Linked DNA regions of Oryctolagus cuniculus: region 2 is linked to region 1. Evidence: chromatin contacts called from public Hi-C data. All regions are on one chromosome and are shown on one strand. The core of a region is the stretch at or near the end of the contact, and the rest is flanking DNA. Distances in the headings are between cores, read along the strand shown.

Evidence for each region. Hi-C and Micro-C count contacts between places; a contact is called where the count stands out from the background.
Region 2: a contact with region 1 is called in a Hi-C map of an unstated tissue, with 2.9 times the contacts expected there. The contact joins two enhancer-like sites. A contact is called at or near these places in 2 of 6 Hi-C or Micro-C datasets (ear pinna and an unstated tissue).

Annotation. Positions count from the first base shown.
Region 1 is chr2:191,815,753-191,822,352 of mOryCun1.1, reverse strand. NOL10 (nucleolar protein 10) reads right to left here. Exons shown (of 21, transcript XM_002722390.5): 10 at 2,415-2,493; 11 at 279-428. Among named protein-coding and RNA genes, the nearest start is that of NOL10, 28 kb to the right of the region's middle. Within about 2 kb of position 3,577, at least 3 of the 8 cell types and tissues checked have an H3K27ac peak or open chromatin away from gene starts, as enhancers often do.
Region 2 is chr2:191,916,285-191,922,884 of mOryCun1.1, reverse strand. No RefSeq gene overlaps it. Among named protein-coding and RNA genes, the nearest start is that of ODC1, 58 kb to the left of the region's middle. Within about 2 kb of position 2,629, at least 1 of the 8 cell types and tissues checked has an H3K27ac peak or open chromatin away from gene starts, as enhancers often do.

The sequences.
Region 1 (6,600 bases), core at 2,328-4,827:
CTTAACCCACTGCGCCACAACAGTCCCCGCCTCAAGACTCAGTGATTTTTTTCTCCATCTGTGCAGGGAACACCTACAATGCACGCCAGTTCTAGCGGATCAGGAGAACTTTTTCATAGGGAGAAAGCCATCACGCCTGGGTGACCTGAGGCAACTGACTTCCTCCTACGCGACAGAGAGATGAAACACCTCTTCCTCAGGACCCCTGATCACTGAGAGAAGGCACACTGGGAACACACACAAATAAGAAGAAAGTAATGTCCACCACAAACTCGTACCGAGTTCTTATTCCACATTTTGATAATCCGGGAGTCGGCAGACAAGACCAGGTCCAGGGAGTCCTGGAAGTGCACCGACTTGATGGGCAGCCCGTACTGGTGGTCCTTAACGAGCAGCGGCTTGTCGGAGCGGAGATCATACAGCAACACCTGAAACAGGAAGGAAGTTATTCTGCTCACGCAAACTAAATATTTTACCTTAAAAAGAAACAGACTGACGGCTCCCATCTAGTTCATCACCTGACGAAAATGAAAACCCTTACTCAGGGTGCTAAGATTCTAAAGTCAGCCAGTAATGTTCTAGAAAAATCTCTTAGATTATTTCTAGAGAACACAGCTTTATGAGCTCAACCCTGAGCATTAATTTTTAGGCACACTAAGTTTGACAACTACTGAGCTATGCTAAGAAATCACTTTTATAAAAAAAAAATTCTGCAAGAATTTGTTTCAGGGCCGGTGCTGTGGCGCAGTGGGTTAACGCTCTGGCCTGAGGCACCGGCATCCCATGTGGGCACCGGTTCTAGTCCTGGCTGCTCCTCTTCCGATCCAGCTCTCTGCTGTGGCCTGGAATAGTAGAAGATGGCCCAAGTCCTTGGGCCCCTGCACCCACGTGGGAGACCCAGAAGAGGCTCCTGGCTCCTGGTTTCGGATCAGCGCAGCTCTGGCTGTTGCGCCCATCTGGGGAGTGAGCCAGCGGATGCAAGACCTTTCTCTGTCTCTAACTCTCTCTGTAACTCTGTCATTCAAATAAATAAAATAAATCTTTAAAAAAAAAAGATAAAAAAAAAAAAAGAACTTGTCTCACTTGCTTATTCAACAAATACATCAGAGAGCCTCCGACACACCAGGCACAGCCACAGCAAATGATATAAAAGAGAATGAGGGGCTGGTGCTGCAGTGTAGCAGGTAGGCTTGGGCACCTGCACTGCGTGGGAGACCCAGAAGAAGCTCCTGGCTCCTGGCTTCGGGTCAGTTCAGCTTTGGCCGTCGTGGCCATCTGGGGAGTGAATCAGCAGATGGAAGACTCCTCCCCGCCGCCTCTGGTATCTCTGCCTTCCAAATAAATAAATAAATCATTAAAAAAAAAAAAAAAAAAAAAAAAAACAGGGGCCGGCACAGTGGCTCACTTGGTTAATCCTCCGCCTTCAGCGCCGGCATCCCACATGGGCACCAGGTTCTAGTCCCGGCTGCTCCTCTTCCAGGCCAGCTCTCTGCTGTGGCCAGGGAGTGCAGTGGAGGATGGCCCAAGTGCTTGGGCCCTGCACCTGCATGGGGGACCAGGAGAAAGCATCTGGCTCTTGGCTTTGGATCGGCGTAGCTCCAGCCGTAGTGGCCATTTGGGGGGTGAACCAACAGAAGGAAAACCTTTCTCTCTGTCTCTCTCTCTCACTGTCTAACTCTATCTGTCAAATAAATTAAAACAAAACAAAACAAAACAAAACAAAACAAGAACAGAGTCCAGAGGGAGGGTGGTGCCAGGCCAGCCCCGTCTGGGAGAAGGGGAATCCTCGTCTGACCCCATCGTTAGAAGCTGGGTCTTAGTGCCAGACCCCCGCTAGCCGGTGATGACAGAGGAAGCAAATCGATTACAGCAGGACGTCAGACCTCCCTGGGGACAGCAGTGGGCTCTGTCTTGAAGGACAGACAGACAGCTCCGGGAACTGCTAATGCACTCAGACGGTCCTCTGCTCTCACAGCTGGGATGTGTCTACTGGAGCCACGGGAGAAGGCTCCGGGAGCTCACAAATGAGCTCACACTTGTTAAACACATCTCTCGTCTGCAGGGCTCCTCCGAGCCATCAGTGCACGTGTGAACCCACCGCAAGTCTCTAAGACCAGGAGTCTGGCAGAATTCCAAACGCTTCAACCCCAGGACCTGGAACACGCTGTTCCAGCTACTACCAAGACAGCACCCAAGGCCTACAAATCTGTAACTCCAGCTCCACAGCATCTCAGGCCAGCCACAGGGCAAGGTCAAGGCTTCTCAAATGCTGGAGGAATGAGACACGCTGCGGCATCCTCTCCACTCTGGCCAAAACAGCGACGCCTCGTTCTCTGTTCCCACAGCGTGCTTCTCATAACACGGTGTCCCCGAATGCCAACTTTATATCAAGTTTCCAGCTTCAACACATTTACCTGCCCTGTCGATGTTCCAACTGCCATGGTCAAAGCACCATGAAACTTCAAAGCAGAGATGGTGGGCAGACTGCTTATCCTGAAAGGGAAAATATTCAGGGTCCATGAACACACGGCCAAACCCGCCACGTAACAAGCGCATCCGCTGTCAGCCTCATTTTAGCTCTAGCAGAGAATCACACGTCCAGCCTCCAGACACACAGACGCAGTCCACCTTGACCTGTCACGCTGCTGCTTAATTTATGAATTGAGGCAGAGCACCACAGAGGGAGCTCCCAACTCCCGCTTCACCCCCAAGTGCTGCCGACCACTGAGGCTGGGCCGGGCCAAAACTACGGGCCAGGGACTCACTGCAGGGCTCCCACGTGGGGGCAGAAGTCCACTTAACTGCGCCTTCGGCACCGCCTCCCAGGTTCTGCACTGGCAGGAAAACGCAGCCAGGAGCCAGAGCCCGGAACTAGACCCAGGTGCTGCAACGTGCAGTGCAGAGGTCTCACTTCCTGGGCGGACGCCTGCACTGTGATTAAGCCAGAGTAAGGTATCTGCAGAAGCATCCTCCTTTTTAACTAATAGGAAGAAATTTTATATTTGAACATGGGTATGTGCATTTTCACTTTAAAATTAGCTAAAACAAAGACTAATCTGCAGGGACCAGCACTACGGGGTACCAGGTTAAGCTGGTATTCCATATCAGAGCGCTGGTTCGAGTCCCTGCTACTCTGATTCCAATCCAGCCCCCTGCTAACATGCCTGGGAAAGCAGTGGAAGACGGCCTAACGCCTGGATCCCTGCTGCCCATGTAAGAGACCCAGATGGAGTTCAAGGCTCCGAGCTTCAGCCTGGCCCAGCCTGAGCCATTGTGGTCATTTGGGGAGTGAACCAGCAAATGGAGATGGACTCTCTCTCTCACTTTCAAATAAATAAATACATCTTTTTAAAAAGCAAAGAAAAAGACTAATTGTCAGATGAGGCCATTGGACTCTAAAGCCAGATGAACGGCATGACCAGAGCAACGTGCTCCTCACGCCAACGCGAGCCCCAGCACCGACGGCAACGCTCGGCAGTGGGGAGAGCGCCAGGCGCGGGCTCAGAGGCGTCAGCCTCGCCGCCGGGCCAGGCTGGGGCTGCAGCTTCACCAAGTCTCTTCTGCCACCTAAAGCCTCCGCTCGGAACTACACGGCACTCGGGACCCTGGAGGCCTGACCGCCGCGCTGTGCTCCTTTGCGCTCCAAAACCCATGAGACTCAGTTCCCAGGGGCCAACATTCTGGCACCGACCTGGCCCAGCCCCCGCTGTTGGGGCCATTTGGGGTGCGAAGCAGTAGATGGAGGACCTTTCTCTGTCTCTCTCTCTCTCTCTCTCTCTGTCTCCTCTCTCTTTCTCTCTGTAACTCCTTCTTTCAGGTAAATAAATAAATCTTTTTAAAAAAATCATTCTCCAGTATAGTGATATATTTTCTCCACTTAAACTTTGTTTTTTAATAAAATTTGTTATTTTCTTCATACAGGTATGAAGTTTATTGCTTAGTCCTTTATAATATTTGTTGCTAAAAGTGAGCACTTTTTCTCTTATTTTTCTAACTGGATTTTGCTGAAAAATACCAAAACCATCGACTGCTGCACATTTACTTTGTACCCAGCCCACCAGTTCTGAAAGGTTTCCAGGTTCTCGGCAGACAGTCCCAGTCTGGGACCACGCCAGCCCCCCACCCCCACCCTTTCTCCTGCTGTGCTGGCTCCGCCTTCCAGAACTTTGTTACCTAACAGAAGTGACAATAAATCAGTAAAATCACCCAAAACTAAATCAACAAAATCAATCAAAAATGAGTCAACATTTTGGTAAATACCCCGACTTTGTTCCTCTGCCTACACTTACATGTTCACTGTTTTCCTACAAGAAGTGTTCAGCTCTACAGGCAACCACTGGCCTGCTTTTCCACTGGGGACATGCACAGAACACCTCCCCTAGCAACAAGTGCGCTCTTGAACACGACTGTCAGGCTGCACAGTGTGTGTGCCATGGAGAGGTACGGTGACAGTACCTAGCGCATTACAGAAGTTAATGAGGGTAAATACTCGGTGTCACTTCACCAGCATCCCCAGACTCTCCCTGCGCCCTCACGTCAGTGACGATGCTGGGGCAGATGCCACGAGCCGAGGAGGGCGGGGTGAGGAGGAGCGTTCTATAAGCATGTGGTGGGTGGGTTCCTGTAAGGCAATTTAGCCACGTGCCAAATGCCCTAAAAACATGCACACTGTTTAACTCAGAAGTCTGAGGCTTGGGTATTCTCCCTAAGGAAATTAACCAGAGGTCTGTATGAGAACATGTAACACTGAAACCTTGACCCTCCTGCATGTACCAACAGGGATCTGATGATTTAAGCTACACCTGTCTTGCACTCAGAGGTCATTTTACATTTTTAAGTGTTCTTTTTGGCACTTCCTAGTATCTTCTTTATATTAAGTATAAATCATTTTTCTAAATAACAAAGTGATCTTTTTAAATAAGCAAAAACCACTGGAAATGTTCCACCTTTAAGGACAAAGGAGACCACTCAAAATGTTTGTGAATCAGTATTCTATTCAGATTAAATAAATACTCTGTTTCTAAAGACCAAAGTTAAGACTGTTTTACAACCCTTCCTTAAGTAACTCCAATATTATTTCTATCATAACCACTAAATTTAAAATAGAAACACTCTAAGATATATTGCAAATAAGCCAGCGCCACGGCCCACTAGGCTAATCCTCCGCCTTGCAGCACCAGCACACCAGGTTCTAGTCCCGGTCGGGGCGCCGGATTCTGTCCCGGTTGCCCTCTTCCAGGCCAGCTCTCTGCTGTGGCCAGCGAGTGCAGTGGAGGATGGCCCAAGTGCTTGGGCCCTGCACCCCATGGGAGACCAGGAGGAAGCACCTGGCTCCTGCCATCGGATCAATGCGGTGTGCTAGCTGCAGCGCGCCGGCTGCGGCTGCCATTGGAGGGTGAACCAACAGCAAAGGAAGACCTTTCTCTCTGTCTCTCTCTCTCACTGTCCACTCTGACTGTCAAAAATAAAAATAAAAATAAAAGATAGATTGCAAACAATACCTGCTGGCCTATTTTCCTTAAAGAACACTCCCAACATGAGGCTTACTAATGACGGAGCTTGTACCACAACCCAACTCTTTTCATTCTAAGTCAAAGATAAGCTAGTGTTTAAGAGCAAGGGAGCTTTCGGCTGGGGCTGCCATCTTCCAGTAATTTGCCAAGATGACGAACACAAGAAAGAGGCGAGGTGGCCGGTATCTGTTCTCCAGGCTTTTCAGAAAACATGGAGTTGTGCCTTTGGCCACATACATGGGCATTTACAAGAAAGGTGACATTGTGGACATCAAGGGAATGGGTACTGTTCAAAAAGGAATGCCCCATAAATGTCCCCATGGAAAAACTGGAAGAGTCTACAATGTTACCCAGCATGCTGTTGGCACTGTTGTAGACAAACCAGTGAAGGGCAAGAGTCTTGCCAAGAGAATAATGTGCGTATTGAACACACTGAGCACTCTAAGAGCCGAGACAGCTTCCTGAAACGTGAAGGAAAACGATCAGAGAAAGAAGGCAGCCAAAGAGCAGGGCACCTGGGTTCAACCACAGCGCCAGCCTGCGCCCCCAGGAAGCCAGCTTGTCAGAACCGATGGAAAGGAGCCTGAGCTGCTGGAACCCACTCCTTATGAATCCATGGCATAATAACTGTAAACAAACAAAAGACCTAATTGAGGAAAAAATAACAAGAGTAAAGGAAGGGGCCGGCACTGTGGCGCAGTGGGTAAAGCCACCGCCTGTAGCGCCGGCATCCCATATGGGTGGGTCTGGTTCAAGTCCCGGCTGTCCTACTGCCAATCCAGCTCTCTGCTATGATCTGGGAAAGCAGTGGAGGATGGCCCAAGTCTTTGGGCCTCTGCACCTGCATGGGAGACCCAAAGGAAGTTCCTGGCTCCTGGCTTTGGAATGGCACAGCGCCAGCCGTTGGGGCCATCTGGGGAGTGGACCACTATATGGAAGACCTCTCCACACCCACCCCACACTCTGCTTCTGCCTCTCTGTAACTCCGCCTTTCAAATAAATAAATAAATCTTTAAAAAAAAATATGAGTAAAGGAAAAGGGGCCAGCGCCATGGTGTAGGTTAGCCAGCACCTCATATGGGCACCA
Region 2 (6,600 bases), core at 1,380-3,879, 100 kb before region 1:
CAGAGTTGCCGAGGCCCCCGGGTGTTCCACGCACACCTGCTCTGTGGCCGGCCTGCCGCCCCGTGGTCCTTGCTTTGGCTGCTTTGTCCCTGGAGGGCAGAACTTCTCCTGTCTGGCGAGGAAAACTTTGCTTACCCCGGATCAGGGCGACGTCTCTTACGGGCACCACTTCTCACCTCCGAAGGCTTGCCGGGAAGAACCGCCAGCCGACCGGCGAGGAGGGGGAGGCACGGGGAGACCCAGAGGTGCCTGCCCAGAGCCCCCGATGAAGCCCACGTGCTTCTGTCCCCCTCCTCACAGGGGGCGGGGAGATGCGGCAGGTGACAGTTCTAGGGGCACTAAACGATTCTGGGTGGACGAAGGAGCCCGAGCTCGCACACCGGTCAGTGCCTCCCTTTGGAAGCGGCACTAGCGTGGGACAGATGCCGGCCAGCTGTGGCTGCATCCTCCCATCTTCCTTCCCGGACACAGCTCAGCTGATGGCAACGCGGGGAAGGGACAGAGGCAGCTGTGTTCTTCCTGGGAACTGGGGAACCAAGGAGGAGAGCCCCTGGCAGCCCCTGCTGCCCGCCGAGGGCCTTGGACCTCAGCCAGCCCCTCCATGCCCTTTGGTGTTCACGTGCGGACCTGCAGTCCGTCCAGGAGGCGTGGAGGGAGGCCGGTGAAGCTGAGCATCCTTGGGTGCTCAGTGTGGTGGGGGAGACCAAGGCCGGGAGGGAGGGACCTCGGTCCAGTCTGGCCAGGCAGGGAGGGCTGGGTCTGCTCCACATGGGGTTCATCTGGGGCATGCTCTGGACCAGCGGCAGCCCAGTGTGCAGGGCTGTGAGGGGCTGGCACCTGGAGGCTGGCACAGAGCCCGCAGGCCTGCCCCGTGGGAGTCAGAGGGGTGGTCCTGGCTCTGTGGCTATAGCAGGCACCACCTTGGCGACAGGGACTGGCAAAAGCAAGGGTCCCTCTGGGACCCCTGGGCTTGGCGACAACCTTCAAGGTCACGAGGAAGCCCCTGCAGAAGGAGGGGGCAGGGGTTTGTGTCCACTTCTCGGAGACTGGACGCAGAGGGTCTGGCCCTTCTAGACTTCCCCTGAGGCCCCAGGGCAACGGGACCTGTGCCCATGCGGTTGGCTCATCTGCACGTTTGAACACTAACAGGAGATGAGGCTGGGAAGTGGGTCACGCCAGCCGTGACGGACACGGACAGGTGAATCACGCCGTGGATCATGGGAGTAGCGTGCCTTCTCGTGGCTCAGCCGGAACTCCCTGCGAGAGGGGCCCCTCCCCGCCGCCCTGCCCGGTGAGCAGCCTGCCTGGACAGTTGTCATTCTGGGCGGGTTTCCACGGTGCAGAACAGCGTGGGGCAGAGGGCTGCCAGCAGACCTGCCCTCGGAGTGCCCACAGCAGCACAGAACCCAGTGACACCTCCCCTCCCACCCCAGGGTCTCGGGCGGCTCGTTCACGGCATCGCCTATCAAAGAACAGCAGCGAGACCGAGTGCCGCTGTCCACCCAACCGAAAGTCCGCCTCCAATGCTCCACTTGGTTTGCTGTCCCAGCCCCTCTCCCACCCACTGGGAGGAGAACCCCCGCCCGTGCACAGCAGGCTCAAGCCCTGGGTGGGGAGCCACCCACGCAAGCAAGGGCCCCTCCAGCTGTGCCGGCCAGGACAGCCCAGAAGCTGCAGCAGGCCCCCTGTCCCGGCCAGAAGGGGGCAGGCTGGGCAGGGGTACTGCCTGTCGTTCCCAGGTAAGTCTGGGATCCGGGCATGTCCCCAGCCCTTCCGGGCCTGGGCTCTCTCGCCTGTGGAATGAGGCCACGGCCTCTCTCACAGAGCTGTTGGGAGGACGGATCGGGATCACGCATCTTGAGAGCCCAAGTGGCTGCTGCTGCTGCTTCTTCTTCTTCTTCTTCTTCTTCTTCTTCTTCTTCTTCTTTTTTTTTTTTTGACAGGCAGAGTAGACAGTGAGAGAGAGACAGAGAGAAAGGTCTTCCTTTGCCGTTGGTTCACCCTCCAATGGCCGCCGCGGCCGGTGCGCTGCGGCCGGCGCACCGCGCTGATCCGATGGCAGGAGCCAGGTGCTTCTCCTGGTCTCCCATGGGGTGCAGGGCCCAAGCACTTGGGCCATCCTCCACTGCACTCCCTGGCCACAGCAGAGAACTGGCCTGGAAGAGGGGCAACCGGGACAGAATCCGGTGCCCCGACCGGGACTAGAACCTGGGGTGCCGGCGCCATAAGTGGAGGATTAGCCTAGTGAGCCGTGGCGCTGGCCCCAAGTGGCTTCTGGGAGCACAGGGGTGCTCAGTGGTGTGGCCTTCGGGTGCAGGTGCACAGCCCACCTGGGAGACCCGACCAAGCCTGGCGTGGGGCTGGGGCCCTGCCCTCTGAGGGCCCTCCGCCCCTGGCTGGGCTCCATTGTGACACTGGGATGTGACAGAAAGGACAAAGGCAGAGTGAATCAGCCGGGAGTCCCCTGGGGTTCGGAGACTCCCCGGGAGGGTGGGCCGGTGACTCAGCCCGGAGATCCTTTTACTTTTCCAGTGACCAGCCTGACTCCCGTGACACAGCCGTGACTCACGTTGCTGTCGCGGTTATGTAACCAGGCTGTTTGCTCTGTTTCTATGTCACTCCGGAGAGCTCTGTGGAATCTCCCAGGTCTTGGTTCGTGCTGTCAGGAGCCGGTGACGCAATGCCGTTCCTTGAGGACAAGGTCACACGCCTCCTTGTAATCTCTGAGGACAAGGTCACACGCCTCCTTGTAATCTCTGAGGAGTGAGGAGCTGAACAGAAAACCGAGCCTTGAACTTGACCCTGGGCCTGGCCTTTCCCAGCTCCTCCACCCCGGAGGGAGCCGGAACCCAGCGCTGACACTCAGAAAGCTGACGATTTTCTCTGTGCGTCTTTGCTGCAGAGTCTAGGTGCTCGGTAGCTCCCAGGCAGACGAGGGAGAGACAGGGGATTTGCGCTTGGACTTCTCAGAAAGCGGAGCTGGCCGTGGGGGACAGGGTGTCCACCATTCCCCTACCCCACCCTGCACCATAAACAAGAACCACAGGAGATCAAAATCCTTGTTCTGATCACGGCACCCACCGGGCAGGCCCTACGGAGTGGGCTCTGCAGAGGCAGCTGCTGCCCCTGCGCCACTCGATCCAGCACTGACCGAGTGGCCTTAGTACCTGGCCACCTCGCTGGGCCAGGCGGCCACTAAGTGACAGGACTGCGATGGGCACTTGGAGTCTGGGAACAGGCTCAGTTACGTTTTGTCCTTTGCATTTCGGTATTGTCAGGCTTCTTGCGTGTATGGTGTGACATTTTTCAGCAGTTCTGGAAAGTTCTCAGACATCACCTCTTTCCATAATGCCCCTTCTCTCTTGCTGCTGCTTCTCAAACGCCAATTAAATCACCCTCTCTCCTGTCCCTGTTCTTATCATGATTTGCATCCTTCGTCTGTGTGGTCACCTGGATAACTTCTTCCACCCTTTCTTCCAGTTCACTGATTCTCTCCTTGTCTGTATCTAATTGTCCATTAAACTTATGTATTGAATTTAAAATTTCAGTTGTAGTGTTTTCTATTCCTGTAAGGAATATCTATTGATTCTTTAAAAAAATGCCTCATATAAAGTTTTTATAGTTTCTGCTTGCTATAGATATTTCAAAGCTTGTATTTTATTTTATTTAATGTAGCAATTTTGACATTTATTTCCATAATTCTATTTTATGAAGTATTTGAGAGGTCAGTTGTTTCTTTGTCCTACTTATTCTTTTTATAATACTTATTTATTTATTTATTTATTTTAAAGGCAGAGTTATGGGTGGGGGGAGAGAGATAGCTCCCATCTGCTGGTTCACTCCCCAAATGGTCACAACAGCCAAAACTGGGACAAGCCAAAGCCATCCAGATTGCTCACCTGTATGGCAGGGGCCCAAGCACTTGGTCCATCTTCTGCTGCTTTCCCAGGTGCATTAGCAGGGAGCTGGATGGGAAGTGGAGCAGCCGGGACTCAAACCTGTGCCCATATGGGATCCCAGCATCACAGGCAGTGGCTTGACCCACTGTGCCACAACACCAGCCTCCTTAGCTGGTTCCTTCTTCTCTTACGGGCACTCCCACAGAGGCAGGGCCTTTGCACATGCTACTCCTCTGCCTCACAAACATGTGTGTAACACATGTAACACATGGTGTGTAACAACACACCAGCAACACGGTTTAGATACTTCCGCAGAGTCTTCAGATCTCAGAGTGGGGTGGGTTCCTGTTGGAACCTCCTGTCGCTTACCCAGGGCACCCAGCACTCTCCTTCACAGCACTGTCACCCTTCAAACTCCTTCTTTCCGGCCTGGCTCCCCATCAGACTGGAAGCTGCACAGGGCTGGGACGACACCTGTTCTGCCCGCTTCTCTTACCAGGCAGAGCCTGGCACACACGTGGTGGGCTCTGAGCATGCGTGCACTGAAGGAATGACACATGAACAGCCCGCATCCATAACGGATGAGTGGTTCATGACCAGAAAATGCCTGTGATACCACACTGGTAGAATGAGAGAGAAGTGAACATGCATTTAAATTCACGCACAAATGAGAGGCGCCAAACTGTAGGAGGGTGCATTGACAAGTCTGCAGGAGGGCTGGCGCCGCGGCTCACTAGGCTAATCCTCCACCTGCGGCGCCGGCACACCGGGTTCTAGTCCCGGTCGGGGCGCCGGATTCTGTCCCGGTTGCCCCTCTTCCAGGCCAGCTCTCTGCTGTGGCCCGGGAGTGCACTGGAGGATGGCCCAGGTGCTTGGGCCCTGCACCCCATGGGAGACCAGGAGAAGCACCTGACTCCTGGCTTTGGATCGGCACAGCGCTAGCCATAGCGGCGGCCATTTGGGGGGTGAACCAATGGAAGGAAGACCTTTTTCTCTGTCTCTCTCACTGTCTAACTCTGCCTGTCAAAAAAAAAAAAAAAAAAATCCACAGGAATGCACATCATGAAAAACTGCGCATGGATTTCCGAATTTTTTTTGCACCAAAATAAGCTTATCTTTTGATTCCATTCTTCTGGGAGCTTTTTGAAGTCCCTTTGCATAGACAACATAATACAACTTTAGGAAAAACAGTGGAGGAAATCGGAAAGAGATACACAACGCTGGCCGTGGTTGAGCCTGAACTGTGTGCACCGTGATCTGTGCGTTTCTGAAACTCTGGGATTTCCGGTCTCTGTGGTGGGCGTTCCTGCCTTCAAAACAGGAAAGTGGGAGTGGCCTTCAGCAGGCATCGAACCGACTGCAAAAGACCCCACAGCGGCTCACTGGGGTTGCCATGGGCGGGGTCGGGGGCTCGGGCGACGGGCGCAGACGGGGCTGTGGATGCCGGCCCCTCGGGTGCCAGCCTGGGACTGGAGCCCGGGGAAGCCAGCGTGGCCGCGACTCCCGGGTGTATCCGGGCACCGGACTTACTCAGAGCATCAGGGCTGACGGGCTGGCGCCTTCCGGCTCTCCCAAAGTTCACGGCCAATACCCCTACAGCAGAAGAAGGTGCAGACGGAGAGCCTGACCAGTGTCGGCTCCGAGTCTCACCTGGCTGCTTCGTGCAAGAGTGGACAGCCGTGTGGACATGGGGGGGGGGGCGGGAGGGCTGATGGGGGCCACCCCTGGGGTGGGCGTTGGGGGGCAGCAGGGCCTGTCCGTCCGCACCCCCAGGCCTGCCTCAGCCTTCCTTCCTCCCTGTGGGGCGAGGGTCTTCTCTCCCAGGATCCAGCAGACCAGGTGGCGGCCGTGGCAGAGGGTAGGGTGGAGCGCCTCCTCCTCCCAGAAGGACTCCAGCCCCGTCACAGGGCCCTTGGCTCCCCTAAGATGCCTGGAGGCCCATGTCCCACGGCCATCCCACGGACAGTGGGGGGCGGAGTCCACAGCCACCTGCACCCCCCCAGGGGGGAGCGCCCCAGGGCCATCCATCCCCCTGCGCTCTCTCTGCGCTGTCTGATTTCGGGTTTTCACCAACCCGGCTGCGTTTCTGCTCTTTCACTCAGGGAGTAAGCGCAGCCGTTGTTGTGGGGAAGGGGGCGTGGTCCTCCCGGCATAGCTGCCACTGATCCCACAGGCAGAGGAGGGGAGGTGGGTGGGTGACCCTGGTGACAGGAACAGGCCGGCAGCATCGTGGGGCAGTGAGGGGCCAGGCTGCAGCCAAATCAAATGGAGCCCTGACCGCCAAGCCCAGGGCGCTGGAACCCGGGACACAGGTGGGTTGGGGGTGCCCGGGACACAGGAGGGTCGGTGTACCTGGGGCACAGGTGGGTCGGGGGCACCCGGGGCACAGGTGGGTCGGGGGTGCCTGGGGCACAGGTGGGTGGTGTGCCCAGGGCACAGATGGGTCAGGGATTCTCGGGGCACAGGAGGGTGGTGTGCCCAGGGCACAGGTGGGTCGGGGGCGCCTGGGGCACAAGTGGGTCGGGGGTTCCCGGGACACAGGTGGGTGGTGTGCCCAGGGCACAGGTGGGTTGGGGGTGCCCGGGGTACAGGTGGGTCAGGAGTGCCCGGGGCACAGGTGGGTTGGGGGTGCCCGGGGCACAGGTGGGTGGTGTGCCCAGGACACAGTGGGTCGGGGGTGCCTGGGGCACAGGTGGGTTGG